3 separate regions of the Mus musculus genome follow, and regions 1 and 3 are each linked to region 2. A link is a contact called in public promoter capture Hi-C data. All regions are on one chromosome and are shown on one strand. Each heading gives the region's core, a stretch centred on a gene start, on an enhancer-like site or on the middle of the called end of the contact. The rest is flanking DNA. Distances are from core to core; before and after follow the strand shown. Region 1 overlaps Rora (RAR-related orphan receptor alpha). Region 2 holds the start of Ice2 (interactor of little elongation complex ELL subunit 2). Region 3 overlaps Rora (RAR-related orphan receptor alpha).

Evidence for each region. Promoter capture Hi-C pulls out the DNA fragments that hold promoters and counts their contacts.
Region 1: a contact with region 2 is called in a promoter capture Hi-C map of liver, with 6 times the contacts expected there. The contact joins the enhancer-like site here to the promoter of Ice2 in region 2. A contact is called at or near these places in 5 of 39 promoter capture datasets (the 3T3-L1 cell line, cranial neural crest, hippocampal neurons and 1 more), 1 of 484 Hi-C or Micro-C datasets (nephron progenitors), 2 of 115 datasets of contacts at active chromatin or transcription factors (the SCID.adh cell line and embryonic stem cells) and 1 of 9 other capture datasets (adipose tissue).
Region 3: a contact with region 2 is called in a promoter capture Hi-C map of liver, with 6 times the contacts expected there. The contact joins the enhancer-like site here to the promoter of Ice2 in region 2. A contact is called at or near these places in 3 of 39 promoter capture datasets (hippocampal neurons and liver) and 2 of 9 other capture datasets (liver and pancreatic islet).

The regions. Positions count from the first base shown.
Region 1 is chr9:68,824,658-68,827,357 of GRCm38.p6, reverse strand. The region is part of intron 1 of Rora (RAR-related orphan receptor alpha); the gene reads right to left. Gm31262 (a long non-coding RNA gene) reads right to left here. Exons shown (of 2, transcript XR_379583.4): 1 at 1-2,700. Among named protein-coding and RNA genes, the nearest start is that of Gm31262, 2.6 kb to the right of the region's middle. Within about 2 kb of position 1,292, at least 23 of the 459 cell types and tissues checked have an H3K27ac peak or open chromatin away from gene starts, as enhancers often do. A contact at or near this core is called in liver, where this site is marked.
Region 2 is chr9:69,396,550-69,399,249 of GRCm38.p6, reverse strand. Ice2 (interactor of little elongation complex ELL subunit 2) reads right to left here and starts at 1,252. Exons shown (of 16, transcript NM_145618.3): 1 at 1,197-1,252; 2 at 163-304. The coding sequence starts at 203.
Region 3 is chr9:68,883,248-68,885,947 of GRCm38.p6, reverse strand. All of the region lies in intron 1 of Rora (RAR-related orphan receptor alpha), which reads right to left. Gm31262 (a long non-coding RNA gene) reads right to left here. Exons shown (of 2, transcript XR_379583.4): 1 at 1-2,700. Among named protein-coding and RNA genes, the nearest start is that of Gm31262, 61 kb to the right of the region's middle. Within about 2 kb of position 1,342, at least 70 of the 459 cell types and tissues checked have an H3K27ac peak or open chromatin away from gene starts, as enhancers often do. A contact at or near this core is called in liver, where this site is marked.

The sequences.
Region 1 (2,700 bases), core at 43-2,542, 570 kb after region 2:
CCATGTGCAGCTCTGTATAGCCACCATGTGGCTCTGATGGTTCACTCATGCGTGATTCAGTGACAACTCTCATGATGTTTTGGTCACCTTTGGCTGTGGACCTGGTACCCAGGAAAAATCAGAGACCCAAGAAAGAGGCAGAGCGTCAGCCTCAAAGCCAGGGATGCACACACAGTCTTCCATAACGTCTCCTGAAAACCAAATTCTTCTTTCTTTGCAAAGGAGCCACAGACAGACAACACAGCTGACAGTTATTTTTGTTGCCAGTAGAATGAAGGCGACTTAGACTTCATTTGTCCCCTTAGCAATTGTTCCTTTAGCGGAATATATGTGTTGTGGCATTTTCTTAGGGATGGTTTCCTTTAGAAAAATTCAGTCCTTGTGAAAAGCAGAGTCGGAGACATTTTATTTCGGTCATTTTCAGCAAAGCTGAATCTGTCCTTTTCTTTAAATGGAAACTTTTCAAAATCAAGTAGACCCCATTTCGTTTTTATCCCAAAGCTGCTGGTTGGGGGGGGGGAGGGTAGGATTGGAAAACTGTACTTTGTCTCAAGAATTTAGACTGAGGATGAAGATGGGAGGGAGACCTGCAGAGGCCGGTGGTTAGAGGCCATCAGCATCTTCATCCTCAGTGGCCGCTCTTATACTTGCCCAGGCTATGTTTGAGAAGAGAAAAGGGCACGGAGGGAAGATTTTTGCTAAGAGCTCCTGTTTTCCACACAAGGGTTCTCCCAGATGCACAGCAACGTGCATTAGCACAGACGCCAGGCATCATCCTAAGAAGCAAGCAGATCTGATGTCTTCTCTTAGAGAGTTGGAGACCGGGGTGGGGGGGCAATGAGAAGGGTAAGGGTCAGGCTTGGAGCTCACAACCCAGCCAGGCACATCGAAAGCAGTTGCGTCATCCTACCTTCTCCAGAGGCTGAGGTAGATGGGTCTGAAGTTCAAGACCAGCCTGCACAACTTAGTATCAAAGACAGAAAACAGACAACCAGAGGGCTAGGGTGAATGCTTTAATGGTAGAGTGACTGTCTAGTGTGTAAAATGGCTAACAATACTGCCTGACCATCTCCTTCAGTTGCTTCTGAACTGGGAGTTTGAATCCACCCTTTCTCTAGGGAACTTTGACATCAGTGTGGTTTGAGGGTCAGTTCTCATGAGCTCCTTTCGTCTCAGTAGTTTATGAGGTAAATGTGCAGGGCTTTACTAAGTGACCAGGGCCAGTGTGAGGACTGGTATTCCTTCCATGGCTAATATTTACAGAGCACCTTGCCTGTGTAGCAGAAAATCAATCCTTCCAAAGTAAACACACTGGCCATGCTTGCTTGCCTTGCCAGCAAACTGGCCACACCTTGCAGAGGTTGGCTAGTCAAGGTGTTCCCAGTGTTGAGCTTGGATCCCGGGCCCAGTTTAGATCCACTATATAAACTCAACCACAGAAAGAACAAGGCGTCTCAAAAGGTTCACCTGGAAGCCTTAGAGATGGCTGAATTGGTCACATTCTTTGCTGCAAAACTATCAGAACCTGAGTTTGGATTGGCAGCAACCAAATAGAACTGTCAAGTATGGTGACATGGGTTGATAACCATACTGCTGGTGGGCAGGGGGAGGGGAAGCAGACAGATCCCTGGAGCTCACTGGCTGCCCAGTCTAGCTGAATCCATAAGCTTCAAATTCTGTGAGAGACCCCATCCCAAAACACAAGGTGGAAATCTATTGAGAAAAATACCTCACTTTGACTTCTGCCCTTCACAAATGCATGCCAAGGGGTCACACTCTTATATCCATGTAGATCCATGTCTACACACACACACACACACACACACACACACACACCTTCATCTGAATTTTCCAAGCAACTGTTTTCCACAAAACCTACAGGCAGAAAAATCACAATGCCCCTGAACTTTGATCATATACCCACATTCCTCTCCTGTATTTTTAGAACCACCTCAGCAAAAGCACAAACTGTCACTGCCGATGTCCATACGTAACAAAAGCAGCCAGCATGGTCTGAGAAATGTTTTCAGAGGAAACTAGTTTTAAATAATTAACCACAGCGCCTAGCCTCCACTCCTCACAGGCTGATTAATGTCTCCTGACAGGTGAGATTCCTTCACAGGAGGCTGCAGTTCCTGTTTGTTCAAGGTAACTGCTGCTATTGAAGTAGATTTTCATTAAACACACCACCTTGGAAACCCCTGCTCCTTGGAAGAAACAAACCCACCACATGGAGCCGTTAGTTTTCAGTTCATTTAAATGAAAAAAAAAAAAAGTTAGGTTTAAAATAAAACTAATGGAGAAAATAAGAAGCTAGAAAATGAACGCATTAAGAATGGACACCAGTGCTAGGCTGGAACCGTCAAGTAGCTTATGTGTCAGGTGTGTGTGTGTGGGGGGGGGGTGTATGTGTGTGTTGGGTGTGTGTATAGGTATGGGTACGGGTATATGGGTGTTTGTGTGTGTATGGGTATGTGTATGGGTGTGTGTATGGGTGTTTGGGTATGTGTGTATGAGTGTGTATATATGGGTAAGTGTGTGTGTGTGTAACAAGACAGGATCTCTGGAAATCACTCCTCATGAAGCCTCCACTTTTACTTTTAGACAGGGTCTCTCATTAGCCTGGAACTCACCAGGCAAACTATCTAATTAGTGAATCGCAGAAATCTACCTGTCTACACCTCCTCTTGGATTACAGGT
Region 2 (2,700 bases), core at 3-2,502:
GTCAGCTATAACTCAACAAACTTGGTATATGAACAGGGTAATTTCTGAGACCCTGGTGGCTAAAAATTATAAAATCTCTCCAGGCCAGAAATCTCCTTTCCTATGATACCCACCATCCCCAGCTTGTTCCTTCACAGTGGATCAGGAAGAGGACCAACTCACCAGTTCAGCCTTGGTTCACTCATGGTTATGCTAGAGCTCATCTTCCTAGAATTCTCCTTCACTCTAGCCCACAATTATTTCAGCTGGGCAGTGAAGGCTCCCAGAGAGTGAGGGTCGGATCCTTCCTAGAGTCTACAGTTAACTGAAGACAAACAAAAGGTCAAGATCAAACCTATATCACCTTGGGTCATAAAAAGCCTTTGCTTGATTAGCATCTACCTCAAGTGACTAAAACACACAGGCAGGCAGAACGATTCTTTGTAGCAAAGATCCGTTCCCTTTAACTTATGCAAGGAGTGTTAGCCTCAACATTAGCTGAGTTAGTAAGACCCCAAACCAGAAGGGTGCCCTGTGTTCTCGCATTGTTTACATTATGGCAGGGCTGTCTTCCCTTCCCCTCACTCCCTTACCACCAATACAAATCGTGTTTCCATTTCCTCTAGTTATATACAGCTATGGAGGCGGTCTATGACATGCGATGCACACAGAAAAGGCTCTCTGGATCCCAGGGACCGTGTCCTTTTCAAAGAGAACTTTGCACTTGTGACACTCAGGTGCGAGCAACTCCAGAAAACAATTCACAGGCACCTTTAAAGGTGTCATCGGAATTAACGCTGTAGCTTGACTTCTTCACTCACGCTGGGTGTCTGTCCCTGTCATCCCGTGCGGCCTTGAGATACTTAGGAGTCCAATGCAGGAACTGGCCTCTGGGTCCCTATGGGGTCTCAGGGGCGTCCCTCTCCGCCTACCACCTACCTCTCCTTTCCCCTGAGTGTGGGGCTGAGGGGGAGGGGAGGGAACTACAGAGAAGCAAAGGGAGACAAAAGTATCGGGGAAGGAGAGGGGTCGAATGAGGAAAGCCTTAGGGCCTGTGAGGGAAGCCGCCGAGGAAGACACGTGAGGGAAGCCGCCGAGGAAGGCCTGTGAGCAAAGTCCGGTGAGGCGCTGCCTCAGACCCGCGTCGCCATGTTCCCTCTCCCGCCCCTCGCGTTCCCGACGAGCCGGAGTCGGCGCGCAGCCGCCTTTCCGCCCACCTCAGGGTCCCAAGCGGCTCTGGCCCCCGAGAAAAGCCGACGCTTCCACACACGTTTTGTGCTGAACTCACTGCTGCCCGCCTACGAAGGCCTCATTTAAAAGCCCCGAGGGCGCCCGCACGGCCGCGCGTGATGACGTCACGCGAGCGCCGCGGGACGGGCCTGCGCGCGAATGCAAAGGGAGGACTGGCCACAGTGTTAAGGGACCAGGTAGACCCAGGCTGTAACTTCAGGCTTCCCTCATTCTGATCCTGACTCGTCAGTAGTTTTTATGTGTGTGCTTGATTGTCTGTCTGTCTGTCTGTCTTAGAAATAGTGTCTCAAGTAGGGCAGGTTCACTTTAAATATCCTATGTACTCCAGCCAAGGCTAACCTTGAACTTCTCATCCTTATGACCCCCACATCCTGAGTGTTGGGATTACAGACATGCACTACCACCACACCCCATGTATACGGTGTTGGAAAGGGAACCTAATCTTTCAGGATGACAGGCAAGCACCCTACCAAGTTACATATTCAGCCCCTATCATCAATTTTTATTACATACAGATAAGGGTTTTGGAAAGGTCTAAATAAGACAAAGAATGAAGCTATATTTAGCGCACTACTCAACACATACTAGGCTCTCATTACACCCAAAATCTCCACTCCACTCTCTTTTTCATTTTAGAGATAGGCCAATGTCTGCTAGTGGGCCTTCGAGTCTCTCACGCTATTCTTGCAGCAATTCATTAAAAAGAGATGGATTAAGCACAAATATTTTCTGTTTGGTGTTGAGTGCAAGAAGGACCAAAACTAAAACCGGCTTTTCCAGAACTTCTGATTTTTGGGACTCTAAGTCATCGTGTGTAAACGGATCAAAAAAGAGAGTGACGAGCCACTTTAAGTGTTACTGGGGCTGGAGAAAAGGCTTGGTAGTTAAGACTGTTTGCTGCTGTTCTTCCAGAGGACTCAAGTTCAGTCCTCAGCACCCACATGAGGTGGCTCACAAACATTTGTTATCCAGCTCCTGAGGATTTGGTACCTACCCGCTGCCCTCCTACCTGCTGCCCTCCGAGAGTACCCAAACACATGTGGTACACACATGGAGACATTTAAATAAAAATAAATCTTTTAAGACAAGATGTTGTGGCTAGAACCATAAATGATGACCCCCTTTTAAGCTGGGTGTGGTGGCGCACGCCTTTAATCCCAGCACTCGGGAAGCAGAGACAGGCAGATTTCTGAGTTCGAGGCCAGCCTGGTCTACAGAGTGAGTTCCAGGATAGCCAGAGCTACACAGAGAAACCCTGTCTCGAAAATAAATAAATAAATATTTAAAAATAAAAATAAATAAATAATAAATAAATAAATATTCCCCTTTCAAGTTTACTCATCTTAATCTTCCCTCTTTCACTTGCTTGAAATATCTGATTCTCTTCTATATGTCTTTTGTGTATTTTCTAGTAACATTACTGTTTTAACACACCCATGATGTTATCTTTCTTTCACTTCTGAGTCCCCC
Region 3 (2,700 bases), core at 93-2,592, 510 kb after region 2:
GCCACACCAATGATGGGAGATTCCCTTCTTATGTATAGAATTAAGGAGATCTGCTGGGTGCTGCTCCGCTGGTCTCTCAGCATCTTATAGGAGAGGTTAGACCTAGAAGTTGGTTGGCTTGGCCTTGGGGGTTTCTACTAGGCCAAGTTCCCTCGTGTGCATTCCTCCAGCACATGAGGCCAAGGTGCTTCAGTGCCTTTGGTAGACCCTACACATCTCCCTGAGCTTGTTCCCATCTGCACAGAGCCTCTGTTCATACTGGAGAACCCTGGACACACTAGGAGAGATGAGCATGACAAAGCTCAGCTCTTCCCTTCAGTGAGAGAAACAGGATGATGAGAAAGCACAGTGGGTAGCCCAGAGAAAGAAGGGCCAGTTTGGAGCTCTTACGGTCCCCAGTCTATGGGGAGGACAATTCTTGGATGGGCTGTGGGTAGTAAGCCTGGGCTGATTTCAGGGGGACTGGGGGACTCCAAATGTGATAACCAGCCACACTGGATTCTGCTATAGTTATTTACAGTCTCCTGGAGCTAGACGAAAGATTCAAAGTCACCATGTGGTGGCTACCAAGAAGATGCTTTCTTAAGCAGTAGAATTCTCTTTCAAATTAAATCTTCTATGGACCCCTGGAATGAAAAATAATTTACATTGAGAAATGGCTGCTGAGCAATTAAAACCCCTCACTGTTTGATGGAAAAAAATTATTCTCACAGCATACAGGGCTCCACTAGAACACTCTGTGAGGGCTCCCAGAGAGTGTGTGTGAAGACCGGGTTCTCAAATAAATGGGGAGCACACTGCCACTGAGGCATATTCCCCCAAAGGCAGCTCACACATTTAGAATTTCTGTCCTCCCCCCCCCCACCTGAGTGCCACCCCCTCATAGTTTGCATGCATGAATGGTAGCCCTTCTCTGAGGCTCAGGGACTTACATGCGCACACCGTAGAGGGAGGTGTTCACCACAGTGGAAGCTAAAAACTAGGCTGTACGTATGCTCTTTCTTTCTTCCCCCACATATATGCTGGAACTTGAGCCAGCCAGGTCCCTTCTGCAGTCTCAAGACTTCCTGCCCATCTGTCTGTGAGGGCCGAGGGCTAGTTTGTGCATGTGGGCAAGAAGGGAAGGGGAGTCTTACATTACTGGCAAAAGTGGGGGACAGGGAATGGGTACGGGAAGGTCCTGCTTCCTTCCAGCTTCAACGTAGCCCCCTTCAAAGTACAGAGGACAACACAACCTGGCTATTCCAAGTAAAGCAGTAAACAGAGGTAAATTCTAACCAGACTTTGTGTGTTAAAAGGAAGCGAAAGCAGCTGAATTATGTACAAAAACTTACCCTGCCCCCGGAAGGCATCAAAATAGAACTTCCTGGAGCCTGCTAGAAAGACAGAGGCGTCCTGCACACAGAGCTTCTGTGAGCCTGCCAGAGAGATGTCCTGCATGCCAACTGCAACTCTTTAGAGAGGATCAACAGCTGGAAAGGCAAACTTTTTTTTTTTTGAATGTTAACATTTTACAGTTCAAATCACTTAACAGATGTAAAATTATGGGTTATACTTAGCATTAGTTTTTTTCCCCCCAGAAATTATTAACTAAAGAAGATCTTTCTGGAAAACACATCTGATGGTTAGAATTTCTTGATGATGATGACAAGAACACGCTCCTTTTACTAAATGGGAATGTTTGTTTTACCCAATCTCACTTTCACCAGCGTACCCCATAGCTGATACAGGTTTACATAAGGTTAACTGGGCGTTTTGAGGCATTAACCATACACATTTCGAAGCCTAGGCATTAAGTTGTCTTAGGTGACTAGTCAAGAAATGTTAATGAGACACTAAGGCAGGGATTGATATCATACCCAAGAGAATATTCCTGAAGGGAAACAGTCAGGGTAAGACAAGGCCGATGACATCAAAGAAAGTTCCAGATCTCAGCTCAAAGGTGATGATGTGGGGGTAAGTGGGGCAGATGATGTCAGCAAACTCTCTGAGCGGGTCAAAGTTGAGGGCGAAATGGATAAGGAATCGATAACTGGCTGACTGATGACAAATCTGGTGGGGGAGAGTTGGGTAAAGAGCGGCTGTTCAGAAGGCAGAGAAGGAAAGGCAAAGGGCACGTGATACTGTTGCTAAATACATCTCCAAACTCTTATGAGAGGTTTGGGAACATGAGATGGGAGAGAAGAGAGTCATGTGGACCTCTGGCAGCCAGGGACGCAGGAGGTCTGGAGAGATACGCACCATATAAACCTCTCACTTCTTTAACCTCCGTTTCCTCAGCATTAGTTTGAAGTTTGTTCCAGGTGGCTTCTGAGCTTAAGATAATTATTTGAAGGAACAACATCAACATCAAAAAACCCAAACCAAAACAAGACCTTCTCCAGTGGAGAGACTTAAAGTATTCCATACAGACAAAAAAGCCTTATCCAGTGCATTCTAGAAGCTTCACCCAGCACCTGACTCTGGTTTGCCTGACTACCAAGTGAGATCCCTTTGTCTATCAATGCTGGGTTAAAGATGATCAATGCCCAGACATCATGTAAATCAAGGAAGAAAACAATGCTTTGGAAACTGAGTACTGAGCCAAGGGAAGGGGACAACTATGTTCTAGAAAAATCTTAATAAGTCAACTCGGAGTCCAGCTTCCCTTTTAGAAACAGCATGCCAATAACGATCCACTTCATGGCTGTGTACGTCTTG